Regions from separate parts of the Urocitellus parryii genome. Here region 2 is linked to region 1. A link is a contact called in public Hi-C data. All regions are on one chromosome and are shown on one strand. The core of a region is the stretch at or near the end of the contact, and the rest is flanking DNA. Distances in the headings are between cores, read along the strand shown.

Region 1 (5,556 bases), core at 897-3,396:
AGTCGTACAAAAAACTATTCATCAGGTTTTTCAAACTTGGTGTTGAAAAAGATAACCTCTCCTTCGGCATAGAAAATTAAATCTTACATTTCTGTGATGGCTACAAATTTCAGCATGTAAAATATATGCCAAGAAGCACAAATAAACACTAAAAAGGGATTACTGATACTAAACAAATGGAGAAAGACTCCTCTACATAGTGTTTCAGACAAGGACATGAGGGAAAAGCATTAAAGCCCATGTAGGAAGAGGCAAGACTGTAGAATCTCGGGTGCTCTAAATCTTGGTAACAACCCAGAGGGAATAAAGATGTTACATGCAAAGAGTAAGTAGGTTCAGAATAACAGCCTTTATCTAGAAAGCTCTTGCATGTGTGACTCCATTTGCTTCTAGCCTGCAACCTCTCATCTTGGTTCAATATATTTAAAAAACTGCTGCACTATTACACTGCAAGCCAGTCTGGCCTCTATCCCAGGTCAATGTTTTTCAATCCCATGGGGAAGTGAAATTCATTCAATTATCCGCATCACAAAGATTCTCACCTCACAAATCTTAAGAAACCAAAAGCAGCTTTTAAAATGCAAACCAAACTTCAGAATTCCCATCTAAGCCCCAAAGCACATAATTCTGGAGTGGACACTAGCTACTCTATGTGACCCAGAGCTTCTTATCATGCTCACCTTTGCTTGTTTACCCTCCATAACTGCCACACAGGAGTTGGTAGTACCCAAATCAATACCAACAACTGCACCCTTGATTGCTTCTGATCTGTAAGATATTTAAAACAATGTCATAGTTATCACCTTATTACTGGACTCCAAAACAACAGAAGGAAACACAAATATTTGATATGGGAGCAAAATAGTGGTACACTACATTATAAATAAGCAGGTTGAAGTAGTGCTTCTCACTAGGATGGGTTATTAAAAAAGGAATAGTTAATCGTAAATGTAGAGACCGTTAATATGTATCCTCTGTCAAAGGAAATTAAGTTATACTTACGCATAATCTCTCCTTGAAACAAACCTAAAAGCCTCATGACTAAGGCCATTCCAACCATCCTAAAAAATAAAAAACAGTTGCATCAGTCATCAACAACATAAGAAAACTTAAGCTTGTTCTAATTATTTAAGAGTTTTATGCATCAGCCTGAATGTGTGCGTACTCAGATTCTAAGTAACTCAGAAGTTTGTGCTGACCTTGTCGCGGTATTAATGTTGTAGAGCCATTAAAAAAAGGGGAAGGGGGGGGTTAGGCAGAAGCTTTCCATCTGGATAAAAGACGTTTCATTACTTTGTTAACATCTAACCTAGGACTACTTTCAAGCCTTCCATTAAACCCACATCTGAGTGGATAGCTTCAATTCTCATTCACCACAGATGTAGTTTTCGTTTTAGATGAAGAGCAACCACAACCTTCTTTCTTGTCCTTACTTTTTCTGATGTACAATCGAGTACAATCTCCTACTTAAGATTTTCCTAAACACGAAAACTGAAGCTGAAATTGTGATTTTGGACTTCTTCAGGCATTTCTCTTCCTTTATTCACCACACCACCGGGGTCCTACACACACTACTCTGCACAAAGGAAAACCTGTCTTTCGACTCAGGTGAAAATGAAACCTATACTAGCGGCTCCCTCCCAACAGGCTGCATCCCTCTCCCAAGGCGAAACCTGTCCAACCAGACACAGAACAGACTGTTAGGACCACCACCTCGTAATTCGTGGGATAAGAGACTAGATCACGAGTAGTGTGACTCAGCAGGACCCGAAGGGCAGAGGAAGAGGGCCCAGAACTAGGCCTTAAGCCGGCAACGCTAAATACTTAAGTCCGTTACCTTCTTTCCCTCGTGATTTTCCCTTGAAGAACCTGACCCTGAAGGGCGCGGCCTGCCCTACTGAGTCCTGAGACCGTGAGCCGTTTCGGGAAGGCCCGACAGTTTCTTACCTGGTGGCGAGCGGCCGTGGGGCCCCGGGAAGCTGCGGCGCCCACGAGGCGGGCTGCTGCGGCTCGGCTAGCGCTTATCATGGCGGCTAGACCTAGGGAATAGGAAGAAGCAAAGAAGCGCTCGGCTGGACGGGAGCAGAGCAGCGCGGTGGTGGCAGCGATTCTGGAAACCTCCAACCACGTGGGGTGGTGGGGCGGAGATTGGGCACTGAGGCCCAGAGAGCCACTTTTCCAATGAGGCGTCGCCCGCGCCGCCTGACCAGAACCTACCCGACTGCCGCTTCCGGAACTAGGGCGTGCTGATAACGTGCTCCGAAGCATGACTGTTGAAAACACTTTGCCCTCCAGTTTCGGCCGCAGCTACTGAGAGGATAGTGAAAAGCGAAGAGGTGGAGATGGATATTCAGGCAGCGCCTCAGACAGCCGCGGTCCTCAGCTTCAGGAAAGACTCAAGGTCACACGGGATAAATTGCGAACCGATTACAGACTCCTTGCGTCAGTTGCGTGGAGGGAGGAGCTTGTTGCGCCTACGCAGGTGGTATTGAGCTAAGGCTCGAGAACGCATGCGCGCAGAGACTGGTGGAAAACGGAGTGGGAGATTAACAGTGTTTATTGGATGCCCCCACGCAAGCGAGTTTGGCTCGAATACAGCTGAGAGCGAACCCGAGCGCGTGCACTGTGCGCGTGGACGTTTTCCCCGCTCTCTTCTCTCGCGGAGGGCGCCATCTTGTCCTGGGGCTTTGTTTTGTTTTTTGGTACTGAGGTTGGAACCCAGGTTGCAAAACCACTAACCTACATGCCCTGCTTTTTTTTGTGTCTTATTTTGAGACGGAGTCTCGCTAAGTTGCTTAGTGTTTCGCCAAATTGCTGAGGCTAGATTTGAACTCGCGATTTGAACATCCTTTGGAGCCGCTGGGATTACAGGCGTGCGTTGCGCGCCCTACTGGGGGCTATGTTAAGTGCCATGGTTTGTTCATAATTTGAAATACACCTAGGTATGGAGACCGTAGACAAAATTTTTGCTGTGTTTTACCTCGGGAGTCTCGGGTTTCCAGCCTCTAAAGCAGCGTTTCGTTCAGAGTTTTGGGTCGCCCTAAAACTAATCATCGTGCAAACGATCAAGGAAAAAACTACTTGAGCTCAGGCTCTTCCCCTTTTACTGTGCTGGCTGAAGGCCTCCTCTGTACCCTTTCAAACCTTGTGCTGGTTGTAAAATGTTAGTTACCCCTTTGTGACAAGTTTCACATATTTTATAAAAGGAATTCATTGATTCCACAAACTATGTGTTAGGCACTTTTCTAGTTGGTGGGAATACAGTAAAAGCAAAACGTGTTCGTTGATGAGAGGACAGTGAGATTGAACTTGATTTTGATGATGAAGCCATTTGTCTTTGAAGTCCTCTTTCAAAAGAGGAAAATGCTTAAAGCCCCTACTTCCTTATAAATAAGTACTGTATTATTAAGTGGTCATCACTGCGAGGAATTGTGAAGGAAATGTGGAAAAATTGGGAAGGAAAGAAGATAATTGAAGAGTTTACATTCTGAGGGGAAGAAAGTGAAAAATAGAAAAGGTGCTGGGCTTGGCTCACGCTTGTAATCCCAAAGGTTGGGAGGCTGAGACAGGAGGATCGCTAGTTAAAAGCCCGCTTCAGCAACCCAGGAGCTAAGCACTCAGTGAGACCCTGTCTCTAAATAAAATACAAAACAGGGCTGAGGAGGTAGCTTAGTGGTCGATTACCCCTGGGTTCAAAGCTATAGGCTCATGAACCGTATTTGTAGAGATTTACATTTTAAAACAGAATGCTGATGAAGGGAAATAATACTAAATAGTGAAGCAAAATAGAAACAACATTACATCTTTATGTTGTATATGACAGAGAGGGAGAGACTGTTCTCAATTCTCTGTGCAATCAAGAGGCTAAGAATTTGCTTTTCTTTTTGTTCCATACACTTAAAAGCCTCAAAGTATTAATCAAAAGAATCCTGGAATCAAATTATATTTTCTAAAGGGTGTCTGAGACCACGATTGTGTGGGTATGACTTTCCTGTGGTTTCTCCAGGCGTCTTGCAAATATTCTCCATAACCACCAGGGGGATGTGGTAGTGCTAGATATTCAAAGCATGAACCTGAGAATGAAGGCTTTTAATATTTGCCAGTATAAAAGACAGGCTTCTGCACTGCCTTGCAAATTACCATAGCCTACAGCCTGAAGGCTGGAAGAAATGAATCTGATTCTAAGAAAACATAAGGGTTCAAATGAATAAGAGCAGACAGATCCTCAGCCAAGTAGTGTACATCACAGAACTCTAAATAGAGATTGGCATCTCACTGTTAATTTGGGAAATGGAAGGAAGTGGTGCATAATTTGCATGAGGGTAAATGTTTACTAAACAGAACAAGTGGCTGTCCAATACCTGTGCATAGTGTGTGTGTGTGTATGTGTATATATATATATATATATATATATATATATATATATATTTTTTTTTTAGTACAGGGGGTTGAACTCAGGGACACCTAACCACTGAGCTACATCCCCATCCCGTTTTTTAAATTTTTTATTTTGAGACAGTGTTTCACTAAGTTGCTCAGGGCCTCATCAAGTTGCTTATACTGGCCTTGAACTTGCAATCCTCCTCCCTCAGCCTCCCCAGTCACAGGGATTACAGGCGTGCACCCCTGTGCCCAGCATATCATTCTTTTAAAAAAAAATATTTATTTTTTTAATTGTAGTTGGATACAATATCTTTATTCTATGTATTTATTTTTATGTAGTGCCGAGGATCAAACCCAGGGCCTCGCATATGCTAGGCGAGTGATCTACTGCTGAGCTACAACCCCAGCCCCATATCATACTTTTAATAATATTCTGGGGCTACAGCCATTAGTAGGAATTTTCTCTAGTAATTAATAGTAGCTGTTAAGTGTTTACTTAAGCTCCACAAACTGCTCTAGATTCATGTACATTTTATAGTGGAATGTCAAAACATGACCTAAGTAAGTGTTGTTGTATTCTCATTTTGCAAATGTAGAATTTGAAGCTTAAGATTGATTAAATATGTTACCTGGGGTCTTATGGCAATTGAATGGTAAAGTCAGTCTGACTCCAGAATCTACACTGCCAACAACCACTGTTCTGCTGCCTCATAACCAAACAGGATCTGATGTTTCACCTCTACATTTACATTTACAAAATCTGAGTTTTATAATACTGGCTTAATCCATTATTAACAGCAGTTACTCTGACAATGGAATAAAAAGAAATACTTTAAATTTTTTAAATGTAGTTTAAGGGGCTGTGGTTGTAGCTCAGTGGTAGAGCTTGCCTAACATGTGAGGCACCAGGTTCGATCCTTAGCACCACGTAAAAATAAATACATAAAATAAAGGTATTGTATCCATCTAAAACTAAAAAATATATTTTTAAAAAATGTAGTTTAGGTTCCAAAACAACCTTAAGGAAAATTTGGGGCTAACCAAGTGTGATAGCTCATGCCTGTCTGAAAAATAAAGTAAAAAGATATGGGTATATAGCTCAGGGCCAGAGAGCCCCTGGGTTCAATCTGTAGGACCCCTACTCCTACACACATACATAAAAGAAAATTCCAG
Region 2 (6,017 bases), core at 1,513-4,012, 710 kb after region 1:
ATATCCTCCTGTTTCAGCCTCCCAAACTTCTGGGAATAAAGGGGTTCTCTACTGCACCCAGCTGGCTCTACATTATCTTCAAGCTTGATCTCTGCTAGTCTGATTGCAGTGTCTGTTCTCACCATTAGTGAACTTCTTAGCCTTTGGTCTTTGTGTATGTGGTACTGGTGATTGAACCCAGGGCTACATGCCTCCTACGCCAGCTCTTTAGCACTTAGCTACATCTCCATCTTCAACTTTTTGTTTTGAGACACGGCCTGGCTAAATTGCCCAGGCTGTCCCTGAATTTGTGATCCTCCTGCCTCAGCCTCCAAGTAGCTGGGATTACAGGGGAAAGCCACCATGCCCAGCTTTTGACAGTGTTTTTCATTCATAGATCATCACCACCAGCATTCCCTTTTTAAATTTTGAGACAGTTGCTTAGGGTTAGGGTTAGGGTTAGGGTTACCATTATAATAAATTAAGAGGTTTGTGTTACTAAATAATGAGTTCAGTAACCTCATGATTAGCCTCTAAGAGTATCTGGGTCCACTACAAATTATTTAAATATCTACCTTGATTTTTGTTCTTTTTATACCTCTTCTAGTCTCAGATTGATAGACTACCTTCAAGATTCCTCCCCTTTGAATGAATCATATACCACAGACTGTCAAAACAGCACCATCTCTTTTGCTCAGCAGGCAACAAAGTCAAACCTTTCCTCCCTGTAAGTTCCTTGCTTAGTATTTGAAAAGCCATCTTAAGTGACAGCCACCATTTTAAGAAAAATTTCTCTTAAATTTCCTGCCTAAAGGCATTTCTGACAAAGGCTCATCACTCCTTCATACCAACCTCCTCCTTAATCACCAGCATTAGGACTCGCCCCGCTCTAATCCCTGAGTCTGCCCCATGAAAGTTCTGAACCTCAAGCCTGTTTTGCCTCTCTCCATCTATTGAGAGATGTGCCTTTATTTGTCAGCTCTGACAAATAAACTCTCCTGTGTATCTCTGCCTGGTCTCCATCTTTCATTTCTCGCTCACCTTCTCCCAGTTCCTAGCTTTCTTTTCATTCCCAGTTTAGGATATAGATCTGTAAATGTGGACAAAATGGTTGAACCAGGGGTTAGAGCATAATACCTGTATTGATTTTGGGAGGCTGTGGGCTGGACCAGAGCATTTTTCAATGAATGAAAATTGCCCTGAGGAGAAATAAACTTGTTTCTGGATTCAAGTTTTCCTCTGGAGATTTTTTTTTTTTAAATTTAAGTGGATATTATAAACGTTTCTATTTTTTATTTTATTAATTTTTTTGGTACTGGGTTTAAACCCAGGGGCACTTTATCACTGAGCTACAACCCTTTTTTTTATTTTGAGAAAGAGCCTTGCTAAGTTGCTTACTTACTAAATTGCTGAGAGTGGCCTGGAATTTGTGATCCTTAAGTCACAACCTCCCAAATCTCTAGGATTACAGGCATGTGCTATTGCACCTGGCACTGGCATCTGATTTTTGTTTTAGTTTATTTATTTTGGTACCAGGATTGAACTTGGGTGCACTCCACCACTGAGCCACAACCACAAGCCCTATTTTGTATTTTTTCTTTTTTCTTTTTAGAGACTGGGACTCATTGAGTTGCTGAGGCTGGTTTTGAACTCGAAATCTTCCTGTTTCAGACTGCTGAGCTGCTAGGATTATAGGTGGATACCACTGTACCTGGCTTCTCATATTTTAGAGACAGGGCCTTATTAAGTTGCTGAGGCTGGCTTTGAACTCTCAATCTTCCGGCCTTAGCCTCCCAAGATGCTGGGATTACAGGTATGTGCCACTTTTCCCAGTCAAGCATATGACTTTTGAAATATTCAAAGTTTATAAGAGTAAAAATTATAATTCTTTGTATTCATTCCCTAGTTCATTTTCCCTCCCCAGAGGGAAGAAATTACTAGGGTTTGTATGTCCCCTTTCAAATATGGAGTATACATATCTGAACATCCATTTTTTTGTTTGTTTTCACAGGTACTTCTCTTTACCTATCATTGATCTTTTATTTATCATTTATATTCTTTATATATATTTACTAGAAATATATCTTGGAGCTTACCAACGATGATAGCAAGGAAGCATGCTTAACAATAATGCATAGGTCCCAATTCACCAAGGATCGTGGACTAGGAAATTCTCGAACCCTTCTACCCTAGGCATTTTCTCTCTCAGACTCAAAGGCAGCTCCACAGGCTGGGAACCACTTACTGATATTTTTTGTCTGCATAAGTCCAACTTAGAAGTTGTTGGCGCGCTTGCACATACAGCTTTGTGATCAGTTACTATTCTGTCAGTGTCTTTATTATTTTTCTGTGTAAGGATCTCGATGTGACGTCGGTATATGTCACTCATTGTGACACTGTGTATTACTTTCAGTGTGTGTGTCTGGGTGGGTGTGTTTGCTGGGTTAACTAGATGTTCTTCGTATGTGTTTGAGGTCTGTAGAGTCCACATCTGTGTATCTTAGTCCCCAGCTCCTCCACTCTCTGTATCCATGCTCGAAGGTTGGGCAAGTATGGGACAGTGGCTTCTCCCCAGTCCTGCCTCCCAGAGAGAATGCGACAGGACTATTCATAAAACCCTGCGGTCCCTCGCGGTTGCACACGCACACGTGAGTGGCTCAAGAGACCAAGAGACCTTTGCCGGCGCGCGTTCTCCGGTGCGCTCTCTAGCGGCCTAAGGAGGGCAACGCTGACAGAACGAGAGGGCGGGGCCGCCGGCGGCGGAAGTGAAGTCACTTCCGGGCTGGGGTGTTTGTTTGGACTGGAGAAGGGAGGCGGCGGGCGAAGCGCACGTCGAGCGGGGGAGCGGCGCTGCTTGTGGAGATCCGCGGAGGCCGACAGGATTCGTTGGCTGCCGTCCCCGCTGCCGTGCACTGGGTGAGGGGTCCCTTCGGGCGGAGCAGCAAGAAGGGTGCGTCGCCTCTGGCGGTCCACCTCGGCGACTGCTGAGGGGCCTAAAGGGTCCTCCGGGTTGTTAGCCACCAAGTCCTGTATGGCCTTCGTTGTTCCCTGCTTTATGTCCACCTAGTCTGAGGGATTAGATTGGGCCGACTTCATTTCTTTCTTTTTTGAGAAATGGCCGTCGCTTTTTTTCCCATTGTCATTTATGATTTGGATCTCGAAGCTTTCTATCCGGGTCCTCGGTGGCGCGCGGGGGTTGCCGGGATAGCACTTTCTCCCGTTCCTCAACCCCCAGTCCCTCCCCCCAACTCGTTTTACCCTCTCCCCTGCCCCCCTCTACCGCCTCGGCAACAAAGCTCATTGTTTCTACCCACTTTACGCCTGCGCGTCGCACTCGCAGCCCCTACTCGCTGCGCGTGCGTGTTCCTGCCGAGACTAGGATTGGAGAGGGGCGGAGGGACCCGCGGGCTGGCGGGCTAGAGGCTTCCTAGGGCTGCACTCTGCAACCATAGGCGGGCTTCTACCTTTCTGATTTCTTCTCCCATTTCTTAACCATCCCTGCCTCCTAGTTTTATTTTGTCGCATGCTCCAGATCGGATAATCTTTGAGGGTACTGGGAATTCTTATTCTAGGAGGGCTTTAGATTAATAAACTTAAGAGCCCAACTGGTTCACATTCTTTGTTTCTGTTCCTCTTACCTTTAAATAATATGTACTTGCTCTCCTCCTTCACCAAAACCAAAAAGTGGGATGTGGGGAAGTTGTGGTGTGGTTAATGTTTTGAAAACATTTATTGCTGTAGCCAGCAGGGTTTTTTTTTTTTTTTTTTTTTTTTAATGACTCCTAAAAGGTGTCCTGCTTCCTTTTGTTTTGCTTTTCCTGATTTTACAGCCCCATTCCTCAGGGAAATCTCAAAGTAGAGAGAATTTGGCTTCCAATTTGCCTTAGGAGAAGGTCTACATAGCTGATAGACGTTGACTTTTATTTCAACAAAAGACAAATTCCTGTTTTGAGTGTGCTAGCTAATCTTTTCTTGTACCTTGGTGGCATTGTTTTTCACAAATTTCATTTGAGCACCTAATCAGGTACTCATTTTCATGAAATGACATTTGAAATTTTGACTATAGGTTATGTTTGTAAACAGGTAAAGAAAGGGTGGCAAAGGATTTTTAATGTGACTCCCACTGTTCGCTCTTTTGAGGTCTGTTTCTGTTTTGTGAAAGAATATTTGGGCCAAATCAGTCTGTAATTTGTTAGATGTGACTTTGAACAAATTTCTTTTTTCTCACAAATAAAGATAGGTGACTTTCCCGAAAATTATAGCCTGATTATGTTTCTCAAGGGTATGGGGGGGAATGGAGATTTAATAGTTAAATAGGTTAAATGTTATATTACAGTAAAAGGCTGGTCATATTACTATTTGAGAACTCAAATTGAAGTAGGTAATTTCCACCCACTTTGGGACATATTTTTTTGCTGATTTTTCCTTCAATAAGTCTTATTCAGGTCCATGTATCCCTTTATGACTCTTAGTAATTTATAAACTTTTCATATTTACTGTCATGAAAAGATGTGAAATAGGTAGAGCAAACTTTATATTGCCCATTTTGAAACTGAGGAAATAGAAGATTGAGAGGTTATTGTATTTAGCAAATACATAGCACTTAGTAATGTCAGGCCTTGTTTTAAGTGCTTTTACAAATATTAACTAATTCTCAATTTCTCTAGGTCATAGACACTACTGTAAAATAAAGCTAACAAATAAGAGATGTGAAGTATTGCCCAATGTCACACAGATAGTAAGAGCTAGATTTCAAAACCACATAGTCTGAATAGTGTGTGCTCCTAACTGTTATACTGAACTGCACGTGATTTAGTAACATGGCAGATCCTATAGGTGGCTAGTGGCATAGGTTAGGCATAGGCTTTGGATCTGGTTCTTCTCACTCTGGTTCAAGATTAGGATTGTCTAAGACATTTCCTTTGTGACCACCCATTTCATGGGTGCATTAGTACTTTGTATTTGATACAGCCTAGAAGTTCAGTTCTGATAACTTTTTTTTTTTTTTTGTAATTTCCTTGTTGTTTAAAACAGTTCTGTTCAGTAAAGTAGTTATTAACTACATACTTGTGGCTGTTGAGCACTTGAAATGTGGCTCTTGCAGCTAAACAGCTGAATCTTAATTCATTTAGATAGGTATACACAATTAGGCTGCTATATTGAGTAGCACAGGTTTGGAGAGTTTTAATTCCTGCTATGTGTGTGTGTGTGTGTGAGAGAGAGAGAGATGCTGTGCATTGAACCCAGTGCCTTGTGTGTGGGAGGCATGCATTCTAACAACTGAGCTATATCCCTAGCCCCCCCTGCTTATTTTTTATATGTTTGTATAAGTTAGGATAGTGTTTATGATGTGCTTGAGCTTCTAATAATAATGACAGTGGGAGTGGTGAGCCATTTCACGTAATCTCCTTTTGTTATATTACAGTGGAAATTAGGGTTATAGCCTTTAAGATTTTTTCCCCCTGCAGTATTGGGGATTCTACTCAAGGCCTTTGTATGTGCTACACAAGTACTCTACCACTGAACTACATCTCCACCCCTTTTTTCAAATTTTATTTTGAGATAATGTCTCACAAAGTTGCCCAGACTGACCTTGAACCTGACATCTTCCTGCCTAAGCCTCTCAAGTAGCTGGGGTTACAAATGTGTGTCACCATGCCAGGCCTGACTAGGATTTGTCTATGGTATTTTTTCATTCCTACGGATTTAATACCTATGACTTTTACCTGCACCTTACTCTATAACTTTTAACTTCTACAAATGTTTAATAAACACCAAGATAGACAGTACTACTTATTATGTGCCAGGTGCTCTACCTTAGTACTTTTATTATTGCTCATTTTTCAGATTAGGAAACAGACTCTGATTAAATAGCTTGCCCATCCATAGTCATAAAAGCTAATAAGGCAGCCTGGTCTCAGCATCCGTAGTTTTTTTTTTTTTTTAACTGTTATTTTACACTGCCCAAAATTAAAACAAAAAACTGAGCACGGTGGTGCATGCCTACAATCCCAGTGACTTGGGAGGTTGAGGCAGGA

What was found. Hi-C and Micro-C count contacts between places; a contact is called where the count stands out from the background.
Region 2: a contact with region 1 is called in a Hi-C map of muscle, with 3 times the contacts expected there. The contact joins the promoter of Paip2 here to the promoter of Hspa9 in region 1. A contact is called at or near these places in 2 of 2 Hi-C or Micro-C datasets (liver and muscle).

What each region holds. Positions count from the first base shown.
Region 1 is chr1:93,161,210-93,166,765 of mUroPar1.hap1, forward strand. It overlaps Hspa9 (heat shock protein family A (Hsp70) member 9), which reads right to left and starts at 2,147. Exons shown (of 17, transcript XM_077800729.1): 1 at 1,948-2,147; 2 at 1,003-1,061; 3 at 681-768. The coding sequence starts at 2,028.
Region 2 is chr1:93,869,504-93,875,520 of mUroPar1.hap1, forward strand. It overlaps Paip2 (poly(A) binding protein interacting protein 2), which reads left to right and starts at 2,763. Exons shown (of 5, transcript XM_077796462.1): 1 at 2,763-2,895.